Linked DNA regions of Mus musculus: region 2 is linked to region 1. A link is a contact called in public Hi-C data. All regions are on one chromosome and are shown on one strand. Each heading gives the region's core, a stretch centred on a gene start, on an enhancer-like site or on the middle of the called end of the contact. The rest is flanking DNA. Distances are from core to core; before and after follow the strand shown. Region 1 overlaps Rnf149 (ring finger protein 149). Region 2 overlaps Map4k4 (mitogen-activated protein kinase kinase kinase kinase 4).

The links. Hi-C and Micro-C count contacts between places; a contact is called where the count stands out from the background.
Region 2: a contact with region 1 is called in a Hi-C map of the HPC-7 cell line, with 1.7 times the contacts expected there. The contact joins two enhancer-like sites. A contact is called at or near these places in 15 of 39 promoter capture datasets (the 3T3-L1 cell line, 3T3-L1-derived adipocytes, the C10 cell line and 10 more), 2 of 484 Hi-C or Micro-C datasets (the HPC-7 cell line and bone marrow-derived macrophages), 3 of 115 datasets of contacts at active chromatin or transcription factors (large pre-B cells, microglia and stem cell-derived neural progenitor cells) and 3 of 9 other capture datasets (adipose tissue, embryonic stem cells and liver).

What each region holds. Positions count from the first base shown.
Region 1 is chr1:39,554,561-39,561,063 of GRCm38.p6, reverse strand. Rnf149 (ring finger protein 149) reads left to right here. Exons shown (of 7, transcript NM_001033135.3): 4 at 289-371; 5 at 2,653-2,749; 6 at 5,394-5,586. Among named protein-coding and RNA genes, the nearest start is that of Snord89, 9.0 kb to the right of the region's middle. Within about 2 kb of position 4,798, at least 101 of the 459 cell types and tissues checked have an H3K27ac peak or open chromatin away from gene starts, as enhancers often do. A contact at or near this core is called in the HPC-7 cell line, where this site is marked.
Region 2 is chr1:40,004,963-40,012,106 of GRCm38.p6, reverse strand. Map4k4 (mitogen-activated protein kinase kinase kinase kinase 4) reads right to left here. Exons shown (of 32, transcript NM_001252200.1): 19 at 5,285-5,436; 20 at 4,577-4,674; 21 at 3,768-3,776; 22 at 2,244-2,419; 23 at 1,430-1,550. Among named protein-coding and RNA genes, the nearest start is that of Il1r2, 76 kb to the left of the region's middle. Within about 2 kb of position 3,951, at least 24 of the 459 cell types and tissues checked have an H3K27ac peak or open chromatin away from gene starts, as enhancers often do. A contact at or near this core is called in the HPC-7 cell line, where this site is marked.

The sequences.
Region 1 (6,503 bases), core at 3,549-6,048:
AAAACAGTGATTTGCTTGTCTGTAGCCATTAGTCATCTAATACTTCTTCAGACACTTAGTATTCAAAACGCTGTTAGTGCCTGGGCTAGGCAGACAGTGGTTTTCTTTCCACCTTTCATTCAGTTTCTTTAAAAAACTGCTAGCGGGAAGAAGGAAATATGTTTTAGGTTCCGGTTGTTCCAGCATAGAGTAGTAGGATCCATTGCTTTGGTCGGTTTCATTGTTTTCTAACTTATTGTTGCTGTATGTGCAGTGTGTGTACATGTGACTCTCCCTCTCTCTCTGCAGGGAATTGATGTCGATGCTGAGAATTGTGCAGTGTGTATTGAAAACTTTAAAGTCAAAGATGTTATCAGAATCCTGCCATGCAAGTATGAATACTTTTTTCCTACTAAGATACTGAAAATTACTTAACAAGTCTCACTGTTCTGACAAAGGGTTCCATGTTCTCTGACAGGAAGTCATTATGATCTTGGATTACCTCATCTTTCCTATTGTCTTCAGAGACCTGTAGGTGACCACTAAGAGCTGCTGTGCGTCTTTGTCTTGCATTGGCTTTTAGTCTTACCAAGGCTCGCTTAGACTCCTTCACACACCCAGTAATGCAGAGCACATGCTAACTAGAAAGGAGCAAGAACGTAGGACTGAGAGCCTTCAAGTGGCCCAGAAGCAGGGTCAGACCCACAGAAGTTTGCCTTTACTTATTTGCTGAGTGTGGGTTCCTTTCGAAGCTGTAGGAAATGAGTACCCTCCCTTTGCTGAGGTTTCAGTAGCACAGATGCACTTAAAACTGGGAAGTAGCCATTTTATTTTTAATAATCTGTTATTTTAACTGACTTAAAACATTTTGTTTAAAAAAGTTGCTGATTAGCCAGGAGGTGGTACACTCAGACCAATACTTGGGAGACAGAGGCAGGGGAATCTCTGAATTTGAGGCTAACCTGATCTACTGAGTGAGTTCCAGGACAGCCAGAGTTACACAGAGAAACCCTGTCTCAAAAACATACCTCCATAAAAGAACTGCTGATTAGCAAAAGGGCTTGTTTTATGTATAGAACTTAGATGTTTTTCTTTAAAAAAAAAAGTCTAATAAATGTCAATTATACTTTACATATTTTAGAATCAAGTTGCAGAGTACTGTATTAGCTTCTTTTTTTAATATTTTACTATGTATATGGTACTTTTTAGTAGATTGAATTCTTGATACCTCTGATGAGGAAATAAAATGAGTACCACAATAATAACAGTTCCCCGAGGCACGCCTGGCTAAATTCTGTCAGTGTGTATAAACGATCAGCACGAGGGCATTTAGTGAACTGAGGTCAGTATAGGTTGATCATGTTCTGCACACGAGCATTGGAAGAGTTTTAGGCTGGTTTTAGAACAGGTTTCAGAGTGATGCTCAAGAGTGCACAGAAGAGAGGGGGGGTGCTGACAGCTGCACTGAGCTCATGCTGGACCTGTGCAGATGTGTTAGCTGTGCACATTACTTGCTCTCCTCATTGGGGTTGTTATTTTGTCCACTTTTCTCCTAAGCAACATGTTAAAACATCCCCAACAAAACTGAAGTTTCTTCCTTGTTTTTGGACAATTTCTTCTCGGTCAGTGAGTTTTAATTTGTGGTTGAATGACAAACTGAACTAGAGTGTTTCACAATTAAGAACTACTATTTTTTTTTTTAAGAATTACTATTTTTAATGGTACTGGCAGATTTTTGTTTAAAGAAAACCTTCAGCAGAGTAATTATAATGAGTAGTATATGTAGACACTGAACAGCTGATGGTGTAGGTGTAGAGAGTAGGAGACATACAGCTCCTTGTGGTCATGCTGTCTAGTCACACAGCTGGGGTTTGAGCTCTGTCTGTCTGGTTTCAAAACCTGTAGTTCACACATGTAAGAGGGGCAGGAAACCAAGATAAACCAACAAGGAAAGAAAGTGTGTGCGTGCGCCTTTCTGGTAGCACAGATGTTTATTCAAGAGTAGGCTTATAAAATGTGTAAATGGAAATAACCATTTTTTCTGCCACTCAGATGATTAATATATATTTCCACTTGAGTCACTTTATAGACTTGAAGAAGATATTATCAACTTGGGATTAGTTTATTACTGGTACCTTATTTGTGGGCTTTGTTAGCCTAAATGGTTTAGAATAAGTATTCTACTGAAGCACATGAAAATGATTGGGCATTGTAGCGCTTAACAGAATCCCAGCACTTGGGAAGCATAGGTACAAGGAGTCTGAGTTCAAGGCAATCCTGGACCACATAGCACATTCGAGGCCAATTGGGTAACATAGCAAGACCCTAATCTCAAAACCATAGACTAACGCTCATACACACACATGCGCGCACACACGCGCGCGCGCACACACACACACACACACACACACACGATTTAGTATGTGGTGGAAATAGATCTACCATATTTTTGTTTAATGAAGAGCTTTCACTTTAAAAGAAAAAAAAAAGCATCACTAAGTCCAAATCTTAAGTGGGAAATAGACTGGAAAATAACTTAGACAAGTAGGTGGACTTCATGTTAATGTGTGGTTGGCTCACTTTATACAGGGTGTGTTGGTAAAATGCGTTATTTCCTTTATAAGATATGCAAACATTTATTTTAAGACATTAATACATACTTAATTTTTTTAGGCATATTTTTCATAGAATATGCATTGACCCATGGCTTTTGGATCACCGAACGTGTCCAATGTGTAAACTTGATGTCATCAAAGCCCTGGGATATTGGGTTTGTTACGTTTTTGTTTATATTCAATCTCTACCCCAGTTCTTCCTGAGTATCTCACTTTTATTACTGACCCAGAGGCAAGGTGAACAGATGAAATATTCCTTCTGATATCCTTACTGTTACTTAAAGAAGTTTTCAGTATTTAAAATGAATATGTAGAATAGTCCACATAAATCCGTGAACTGAGTTTATGACAGAATACTATATAGCCTATGAACATCTTCCCCAATCTGTAATTCCGAAGTATAGCTCTGCATATGGTAGCATCCTCTGTGTGTGTGTGTGCTTATGCATGCATGGGTTTGTGCATGAGTGCAGATGCTTGCATGTTTGGTTTTATGTAAATTGAATCATAGAATGTATGAAGTAAATAGAGGTGCCACCTATATCTTCTGGCTTCAGAGACACATTTTACACATACTATACCCAATAGATTCTGATTATCTGCTCTCACTTTTTATGGGCTCCACAGTTTTTTTTTTTTTTTTAGACTTGCATGTACTCTATTATGCCTCAAAATACTATTGATAAAATTATAACTTATTTTAGCTAACAATATTTGAAGGACTGAGAATACAGCTCAGGGTGCTTGAAGGCCTTGCGCCAAAGTCCTGGACTCAATCTCCCTATCACATAAACTGGATGAACATTGTATACAACTTAAAACTGTTATAGCCATGTATGCATCTATAATGGTGTCTCTAGGAGCTATGCCTGGAACAGGGCTGGCTTCATGGGATGCAGGTGTGACAGTCGCCCTTTAGCTTGGTGTGGCCCTTCAGGGAGAAACTGTTTCATCCAAGGACGGCTGTACTACAGCCTCATCCTGCTTTGTCCTGAAATGTGTCTTCCTTATAGAACTCCTAAACTTCCTTTATTGACAGCTTTTCATTATCTGTCCCTTTAGCCTGAGATAGCATACCTCCCTCATGGGCCTGGTTCATGCCCTCTATGTACAAGCTGCAGTTCAACAAGAGGTTGAGTCTTCATGGTTCAGAATTTTAAATGAGAAAACACAGAGCTTGATGAATTGTTTCCTTGACAGAATCTAATTCCCTTCCTTAAATGCACTGTAAGCTTATGCTCAGTTGTCTTTTTTGAGTGATTCTAAACCAGCTTTTCCACTCTTGACATTTATGTGAGACCAATTTCTGTTCTTAGCTAAGCAGAGACTCGCATTCTCATACATTTTGTTCAGAGAGTATAGGCCCACTTATTTCATATATAAGAGATGAGTCTTCATTTTATATGAGGTTGAATTCTTTTCTTACTAGAATACAGAGAATGCGTGCGTATGTGGCGTACTTTGTGAAGGATAGGAAGCTATTATAACTTCAGCACTAGGGGTGTGTCTTGCTTTTAGTGTCTCAGTTTCTAGAGGAGGGCCCATTTCCCTATTACCAGTAGAGTTCTCAGTGACTCTTAAGACTTCAACGCAGTCCTTTGGTTTGCAACCATATCCACTACATTCATTGAGCAAAAACTGATCAGACAAATGCTGTCTAAGATGTTAAATTGAACTTGGCTCGGAGATAATTACGGTATAGTATAGAGATAATTACGGTATAGTCCCTTTGCTAGAGCAAGGATTCTTGGGGATTTCACTTTCAGGCCAACCGGGGCCAGTGCATATCCGGAGATACAGCACAGCAAGGGAACTTGGTAGATGCCATCTGGGTCAGAAAAGAAAGTGTTTATGCTGCCTGCTAGACATGGAGAAATGGAGGACTGTATTTTAGTGGGACTGCTGAGGGACTGTCACCTCAGTGCGTAGTAGGTGGATGGTGTGTGCACGGGGATGTGAACTCGGGTGGAGCTTGGTGGAGAGCTAGGTTTGGCAGCTTTGTTGAGAAACAGATTGGGATGAGGCTAAACAGGAGTTGGTATTGTAACATTTCAACAGGAATTTTGCTTGATGTGTCTAGGATGTCTAGTTACTGGTGAGGGAAGAGGGAGTGGTTTTAAAATGCTCCTAGGACAGAGCAGAGATGTCTGAGTGCCTGTGAACCCACGCTCACAGCCTACAAACCCTTAGTCACTTCCCAGCAGTTTCATCTACCCACGTGCATCTGTGGCTCTTAGGTTAACCAGAAAGAATGTCTGAGACACCCACCCACTGGTGTTGGGGCTTAATGGAGTATGACTAAAGGAGTCTCTGGCCATGCTTTCATTATCTTCCTTCAATGCAACAAAGAGAAGGAGGTGGGAGGGGAGTTGGAGACAAACCACAGTGGAGAAAGGACACAGAACAGATTTTTAAAACAGATAAATGAAGCCTTCATCTATTTAGAGCCTCTTTGTCTCTGACACCCTGGTGCTATGCTGTAAAATGGCCCAGGGCTGCTGCTGGGGCTGCGGGAGCAGCAGTGACGCTGTACAGACTCCGCAAGAAGACAGTTTCAGGAAGTAGCCTCTTTGTTTAAATCATTTAAAGGGCGAGATACAACTTCCATCAAGTAGGGAAACTCTTTAGAGGAAAACAAAACAAACTTAATAGGTCTTTCTGACTGGATACAGGAGATGGTGTGCCTCCCACCCCGTTCCCTGTAGAGAGCCAAAGATATCTCAAGTGAATTTACTAGCAAAATGACCCCGTACTGGTCATGTCACTGAGAAAGCCATTGTCTTTTGTCTGCCTCTCAAGGGGGACCCTGAGGATACGCAGGAGCTACCCACCCCAGAAGCTGCCCCAGGAAGGGTTTCTGTTGGGAATCTGAGTGTGACATCCCAAGATGAGGAGAGGAGTGAAAGCAACCTTCCATCATCTTCCTCGAGCGAGTCTGGGCCACACCGCCCCTGTCTTAAAGAAGATGCAGGGGAGGACACAGCATTACTAGGTATGTGGCTACAGATATAAGCGCACAATGTTACCAGTGAATGGAACAAAGTGGAAGGCAGGAAAGTACTGTCGTGTACATAAAAACCACAGGCCCCCACTTCGAGATACCATTTCAAGTTTTTGATGCATACATTCTCAAGAATGGGGGATATCACACAAATGCTGTTTGGTAAACTGTTCTTTTAATGTATGAAGTTCTTTCTGGATCACTTGGTAGATAAATTTTTATGACCAAGTTTTTTAAATTTTCTTTTGAGTTGCTCAATTCATGTCTATGTCTTCAGTGGTTTCTGTAGTCTCGTCGTATTGTGTAGCATGTGGTGAGGTCCTGGTCTTCTTGCAGCTGCTTCTCAGCTCAACTGCTTTTTCTTACTAATTCTTAGTTAACTTTTCTGATGCCATAACAAAACACCATGACCAAAGCAACTTAAAAGGAAATATTTATTGGCGCTTAAGAGTCCATGATCCTCATGGTAGGGAGCGTGGCAGCAGGCAGGCATGCCCTGGAGCAGTAGCTGAGAGCTCACAGTTTATCCACAATGAGAGGAAGGAAGGGAGAAGGACTGGGCCTCCTTTCCAGAGGCAGGGGACCAAGTAAAGGAACACATGAGCCTGTGGGGCCATTCTCATTCAAACACCAGGTCATAGTAATGCTTTCTTTTTGTTTTTTAATTGTAGTGGGCCCAAGTAGAGCCTAGGGCTTTGGACTTGCCTGATAAGGTGTACCTCCAGCCCTTTTTTAGAACTTTTTTAATTTAAATTTAATATGGAAAATACAAGACCTTTGTCAAATATTTTGTCTCCTCTCCCTCAGTTTCTTTATTTCTTTGTGTTGGGAAATGCTAATCACAAACACTGGCATTTGGCCATATTCCAGTGACTAACGTCTGTATTCTTAGCCTCTGTGTACTTTTC
Region 2 (7,144 bases), core at 2,702-5,201, 450 kb before region 1:
AAAAAAATAAATAATAAAGCAAGCCATGCAACTCTACTATCTAGAAGGGAAACAGTGAACTGGCAAGTCTGGGGACAATCCATCTAGGGTTAGGGATCTGTATGCAGATCTGAACATGTTACTTGGACTGGGGAGGAGGGCAGATGGCAGAAGAGCAGGGAGCAGGGAAGGGGGAGGGCTTCTGGGAAGGGCTTCTTTGCAAACTAGCTCCTAGGCAGTGCTGGTCTAACCCCAGGAAAGCAGCCAGCTGTGGTGTGAGACATACCTCATTAGCAGTGAGCTTGTCCTGGGGTGTCTGTGGGGACATGGTGGGTGTCGGCTGGCTGGAGGATGGGGAGGAAGAGGTGGAGGAAGTGGAGGAGGAATGGCTTTGCTGTAAGAGATCTGGCAAGAGGTGAATGCGACCCGCAAAGCCATTGCTCTCATGATGGCTGGCACGCTTTTGGTCAACTGTACTCTGTAGAAAAAACAGGCACACTGGTCTCGCTCAGGCGATGCTGATATTGCCGACAACCCTACTGATAACTGCTTTGTTCAAGGTGCTGTGTGACTTTCCAAACTGTGTTAGATTACCAAGGAAAATCCAAGGAAATTAGCCAGAATTGCTCAAACTTCCTTGCCAAATGCCCAATTTTGAGCCAACTGAAGTCAGAGTACCTCACTGGGGACCACCCAATACAAGTAGAAAGTGTTTCACCTGGTTCATTTGCAGCAATAGCAACTGATGGGAGACCACCCCCTTGTTTTCTCTGAAAATCTAAGCCACCTCTAGAGAGCAGCCTGTGGTTCCTCTGAATCCTGATCTTCTTAGGTTCTTCCTAGTTTCCATCCAAATACACTGCTGTGGCATGAAACACCCAGGGGAAAACCCAGAGCCTGGAGCGTGCCCTGTCCTGCTGCAGTGAGGAGCCTAGCACTTGGATGAAATCTAAGCTAAGAATGAACAGTTAGAAAATATCATGGTCCAAGCAGAATCCATCTTGCATCACAAACAGAGATTATGTTTTGGACCTCAGGAGACCCACTCATCCCTGGGCCCCAATGCTGCAGACACAGGGCCAGATGCCCCAGCAGGGCCTCAGGGTGGCCATTAGAGGCTCCAGATCTGTACCTTCCCTCTGTGAGCCTTCCCAGGAGTCCCTGTGGCTTCTCTACCACTCCAACACAGACTGTGAGACTCAGCATGGTGCTTGGATGGAGGCTGCCAAGGGCATGCAGAGGAACAGCAATGTGGGTGGAAGACTACTGGCTACCTTTGTGGCATGCAGCACTCCTGCCTCCCTCGCCCAGGACACGCTACCCTCAGAGCTGTGTTAACATGAAAACGATGATGATGTAGAAATAGCATGGGTGAGTGAGTGAATGAGCAGGTGGGTTAATGACCATAGAGAAGCTCGGCCTCTGACAACAGGAGAGGAGGCTCCGGTACCTGGCGGACGATGAGGGTGCCCTCCTTGGACGGGGTCATGGCTGGCTCACTTTCTACATCATCATGAACGATCATTGTTTTCACAGATTCTGTTTCACCGTTGCTCAGGTTCGGAGATGACCTGAAGAGACAAGATCTGCAAGTCACGGATAACAAGCCAAGCCGTGTGACCCTCTCAAAGCTTGAGGCAAGAGGAAGCATCGGGTGTAAGTTTCCTATAGGACAGCAAGCACGTACGTGGCTTTCTCCCACAGAAGAGTTCCTTGCTGTTCACTTTGTTCTTAAGTAGAACATTAATTAGAATGAGTTCTTATGTCTAATTAAGTCATACCACACTGAAACATCCCTTTTACTGAACCCTTAAATTAAAAGAAAAAGAGACATGCTGAGATATTGTGGGGAAGACGCTGATATGTGTGTTTGTATGTGTGTATATGTGTATGATGTAGTGTGTGTGTGTGTGTGTGTGGTGTGGTATAATGTGTGTGTCTGTGTGGTTGTTTATGTGGTGTGGTGTTAAGCATGTGGTGTGTACAGGGCATGTGTCGTATTTGGTTGTGTGGTGTGTACAGGGTGTGTGTGTAGTGTGTGTATATGGTATGGTGTTGAGTGTGTGGTATATAAATGGGGCACATGTAGTGTGTGTCTGTATATATGTGGTGTGTACAGGAGGCATGTATAGTGTGTGTGTGTGTGTGTGTGTGTGTGTGTGTATAAAAGCTGTATGTCATTGAGTTCATGAACAGGGCAGAAGGCTGCAGCGGAGAGAAGGCCCAGTGGGAAGGCTCTTCTCTTGAGCCCAGCAAGCACTAACGCTGCTCTGGTGTCTTCTGGTCCCGAGGTAGAATCATCAGCCCCCTCCTGTTCCACGTCCTCCTCCTCCTCATCTGTGGTCCCAGACTCCTCACTGGAGGATGAGTAGTCTGTTACTTTGTGAGGTGGCCGAACATCTTCCACTGCTCGAAGCTCTTTGGCCAACGCAGTCAAGTCCTAAGACACAGGAAGGAAAAGGAAGTTAGGAAAGAGGAAGGTAGGGAGAGAAAAGGTGACAAGCCTTTCAGGCCAACTGCCAGTGAGTAACCAGAGTCAGCATCAGGAAAGGACTCGTGAGGAGTTTGTTGGCTACGGCTTTGGACAGAAGGAAGAAGGCAGGTGTAACAGACAACTCAGTCCCACTGTACAGTGTGTAACAGACAACTCAGTCCCACCATACAGTGGTCTGCAGGGTGAGCTGACAGCATTGCTTTCAGTAAGTCTAAGATAGGAGAGGCTTTTGCTGCGAAGACAGGACTGCAGGATATCATGACTATTTTTTTTTTAAATAAAGACAGTTGTTTTTTTTCTTTTTAGGATTTCTGTTTGTTTGTTTTTTGTTTATAGACGTACACTGTAGCTGTCTTCAGAAACACCAGAAGAGGATATCAGATCCCCATTACAGATGGTCGTGAGCCACCACGTGGTTGTTGGGAATTGAACTCAGGACCTCTGGAAGAGCAGTCAGTGCTCTTCCCCGCTGAGGCACCTCTCCAGCCCAGACAGCATGTCTAAGAGGACTATTTAGAACTGCGCACACTGCCCCTAATTACACAGACATAGCTGGGCCTTTTCCCCTCCACGGTTCATGAAGAATCCCAGGCTGCCTAGACAGCAGATTGCTAGCACACGCTCACCCTCACCTCCCTACTAGTACCTGCCATGCCCGAGCTGGGGCGTCCGCAGTGGGAAAGCCCATCTGCCACGTGCCACGGCAATCCCCACTGGCCTTCCCCCAGACTTAGCCACATTCTCAATTATACAATGATTGAGAACCTCAGAGCAAAGTTTACTAAAAACTGGCTTCATTTCTCTTTACCTTGTTGAGATATTTTAAGATTCTTATCAATTCTTTATATCTAATTTCCTAGACTGATTTAAATCCCATTTAAGTCCAAACTCCCTTTTCTACTTGGGAATTTTATTTAAAATCAATAGCATTTTAAAAAGCAGTAACTATATGACTGGTTTTCCCTTTTAACTTAAAGAGCAGTTCCAACTTAGTATTCTTCTTTTATGCAGTTAAGAATATGTTTTTTACCTTTGACCTCTAGCCTCTGAACTATCAGAAGCAAGCTTGAGCCTGCTCTGTCCTGGCAGCTATCTGTGACAAAGCAGCTCCTTTACAACAGTTGTTCCAGGTAGGTTTGGCAATAAAGACCCAAAGCTTGGTTCATCAGCTAAAGCAGCCGACGGTCATTAAAGGCAAGCGGAAGGCAGAGCGCAAGTCTGAGCTGAGCAGAGCCGAGAGGCAGAGAGCACCGCTGAAGCTAGCCATCAGAGGGAGGGAGGGATGCGGGCTTACCACTTCTCCCTTCAGGACACGACGATTCCATGGAGGTGGAGAGGGAGGCCGACATTGATGAAGGATGCAGAGAAGGGAGCAGGCAACAGGAAGAAGGGGGAGGGGGTATCCAGAAATCAGTTAAAGAGGAACCTAAAACTTCAATAGGCTTAAAACCCCACAAGTACCCACAGTCACATGACTGACTGCCATGATAAGGATCGAGGAAGCAGTCAAAGTCATCAGCCCAGAGACCAAGGGCAGCACTCAAGACACAGGAGCGCTCATTCACACTTATTCTGAAAGCCAGTACTGCAAACACCAAACTTACCAAGAATAAGGTCGATGACAAGCAATGATTGTGCATCGTGCACGGGTATGGGTGTGTGTGCGTGCGTGTGTGCGTGTGCGTGTGTTGGAGCTTTTGAATTTTACTCAGTATTACTATAAAATACTCATTTCCTTAAAAACTGCCAATACATAAAATTATATTTTATTCTGTGCTTCTCTGTACGGCTAATTGGACAACTAGTGGAAGGCTGAAGTGGAACAGAACTGCCCTGCTAATGACTTCAGAATTGAGATGCCTAAGGGCGAACCCACAACGGCATCCTGCATCAGACAACTCTTCTATTTCCCCACAGCAGGGAAGGGCCACACAAAAATCAAACCACTGCAGGCCTCTCCATCACTTTTCCTTTCTTTTCGCTGGAGACTGAGCTTGGGACCTCCCACATGCAACTGCATACCCCAGCCCTTCAACAATATTCTTAACACAAAGGTTTCCCTCCAGCTTGACACAGAACTAAGTGATTTTACACAGTACTTACCGCAGGCTTGAGAGGCCGGAATACTTCTTTCTTATCGTCAGGCTTTTTGGCTGCACTTTCCTGGCGTGGCGATGGAGAACCTTCAGACTTGGATGATGCTGGTACGTTCAGGAGAGACAAAAAAAGCAGAGACACAGATAAACGCATGTCACACACTCTCCACCTCCTCCCCTTCAGTCTAGCTTCTGGCTTCCCCCTGCTGACGTCAGTCGACCCCTCTCCATAGGGTCTGAACTCTGGGGTAAAACAGGGCCAAGGGACACGCTGGCAGCCCTTCTGAGGGAAAGGCTTCCCTCTTCCCACCTCTGTTTAATACCTGCTTCCAAGTAGTGAGAAGAGCTCAGTGAAGGAACTTTTTGACTACTGTCACCAGTAATACACACTGACTACAGCACAGCCTCAGAGTTCAAAATGGAAGAAATGTGTTCAAATCCCAGCTGAGGCATTTAGCTAATTCACCTTAGGCAAAGCATTTAATTCCACTCAGCTGTGAAGCAACCATGGCACCCGTGTGCGAAGCACTGAAAATACAGCTTTCTGGGTAACCTTATTGGCACTGATTATATCCTCAGCAATCTATGTCAAAGCATCACTTTGTAAAATGCAGCTATATGCAGAGCTGGGCCTCCTTTTACACATGGAGTTCTTCTAATAACAAACTGCAGCCATGGCTGTCCCTAGAGAAAGTGTATAGGAGAGATAGCCTACATCTCACTCTGAAGCGTTCACCGGAGCCGCTCTGAGACCCAGGATGGGAGCCAGGCTGGGATCCTGAGTTGCTGGACCCTGAAGAGCTGCCACTGCCTGGCCTGGGGACCAGCTTTTCCACTCTCTCCCAAAGAAGCCGGGGCTCAATACTGCTGTTAGAAAAGGAGAGAACAGTGTCATCCCATCATACTATAGCAGAGACATGCACTGTGGAGGCAGAGAGAAGCCTGCAACAGCAGCTAACACAGTGCACTGCACAGAGTGCACTGCATACATAGCATGCACTGCAGAGCTCACTGCACACAGAGCACACTATACACACAGCATACTGCACACACAGAGTATACCACACATACACAGCACACAGTCTGTACTGCACACACAGTGCACTGCACACACAGCACATTGCGCACATAGTGCACTGTACAGAGTACATTGCACACATAGTGCACTGCACACAGGGAACACAATACACATAGCATACTGCACACAGAGTATACTTACATAGCACACACAGCATACTGTACAGAGCATACTGCACAGAGTGCACTGCACACAGAACACATTGCATACACAGCACACACTGCATAGTGCACACACAGCACACTGCACAGAGCACACGGCACTCGCAGCACATTGCACACACAGTGCACTGCACACAGAACACATCACACATAGCATACTGCACACACAGCACATTGCACAAAGTACACTGCACACAGAGCATGCTCCACACAGAGTGTGCACTGCACACACAAAGTGCACTGCACACAGAGCGCACTGCACATTACAAAGACTGTATTCAGGGCCAGCATCTTCAATATCTTAAACCCAAAAGATGCTGAACAGTATCTTCTTGCTAAAGCACATGAAATCCATGTTATATATGAAGTGAAATATGACTGTTTACACCTACAACCACTTCTGTCTATAGACCCTACTCTTAATTGGAAATAATTACTCAGAAATTTTTCTGTATCTAGGTTGCCCTCATCCACTATGACAGCTTCCACACCTTGGATACCCACAGTCCACTCTGATGTGTGGAGGAAGCAAAGCCGTGAGGCTTCCTGCCATGGTCAGACCCATAGCACACATACACTGGGAAGAATCTGTGCCCTGGACACTGTCTGTCATAGGAGAATGCCAGATCTCTCTGGTCACCAGCATTAAAGTGTTGCCTGCAGACTCTGGACTGTCATCCATCTAGGCACTTGTACCAACACTGCCAACACCACAGGTCCACTGATGACCAAATTACCAAACACTTAATGATATCTGCAGGGCAACAGTGACAAGTTTTCAGTAAGTGCACACACAGCACACTCCACACCTGAGCAAACGTCAGAGCCACTAACAACACGTGACTCCAGCCACCAAAAAGGTGAAGCTTAATTCATTTTAATTAAGTTAAATTCATACTCAGCCTCATTGGCCAAGAGCTACTGCATCAGACAGAGCCACCCTAAACCTCAGCAATGACATCACTTGGCTAGCATGGTAGTCTATGGCAGGTTGTGAGGGAATACTAACTTGGCTGTGATTTCTTTTAACTCAGTCTAAACCCTCACAATTTCTTCTAGACTAAAAACCTCTCTCAAATTATGTTTCTTAGAACCTGTTCTCAATTCTCCCTTCTCTACCTTTACAGAGAAATATAGTTTACATTTCAAAATTACAATACACATCAAGATTCAAATCTGCTTCTCACTACTGATCAATAACGCTGCTGCTGCTGCGTGTGTGTGTGAGTGTGAGTGTGTGTGTGTGTGTGTGAGTGTGTAAAATATGTCACATCGGTCTAGAACCTCAGTGCTAGAGATGCACATTTCTGCAAACAGACAACAGATGACTTTCTGA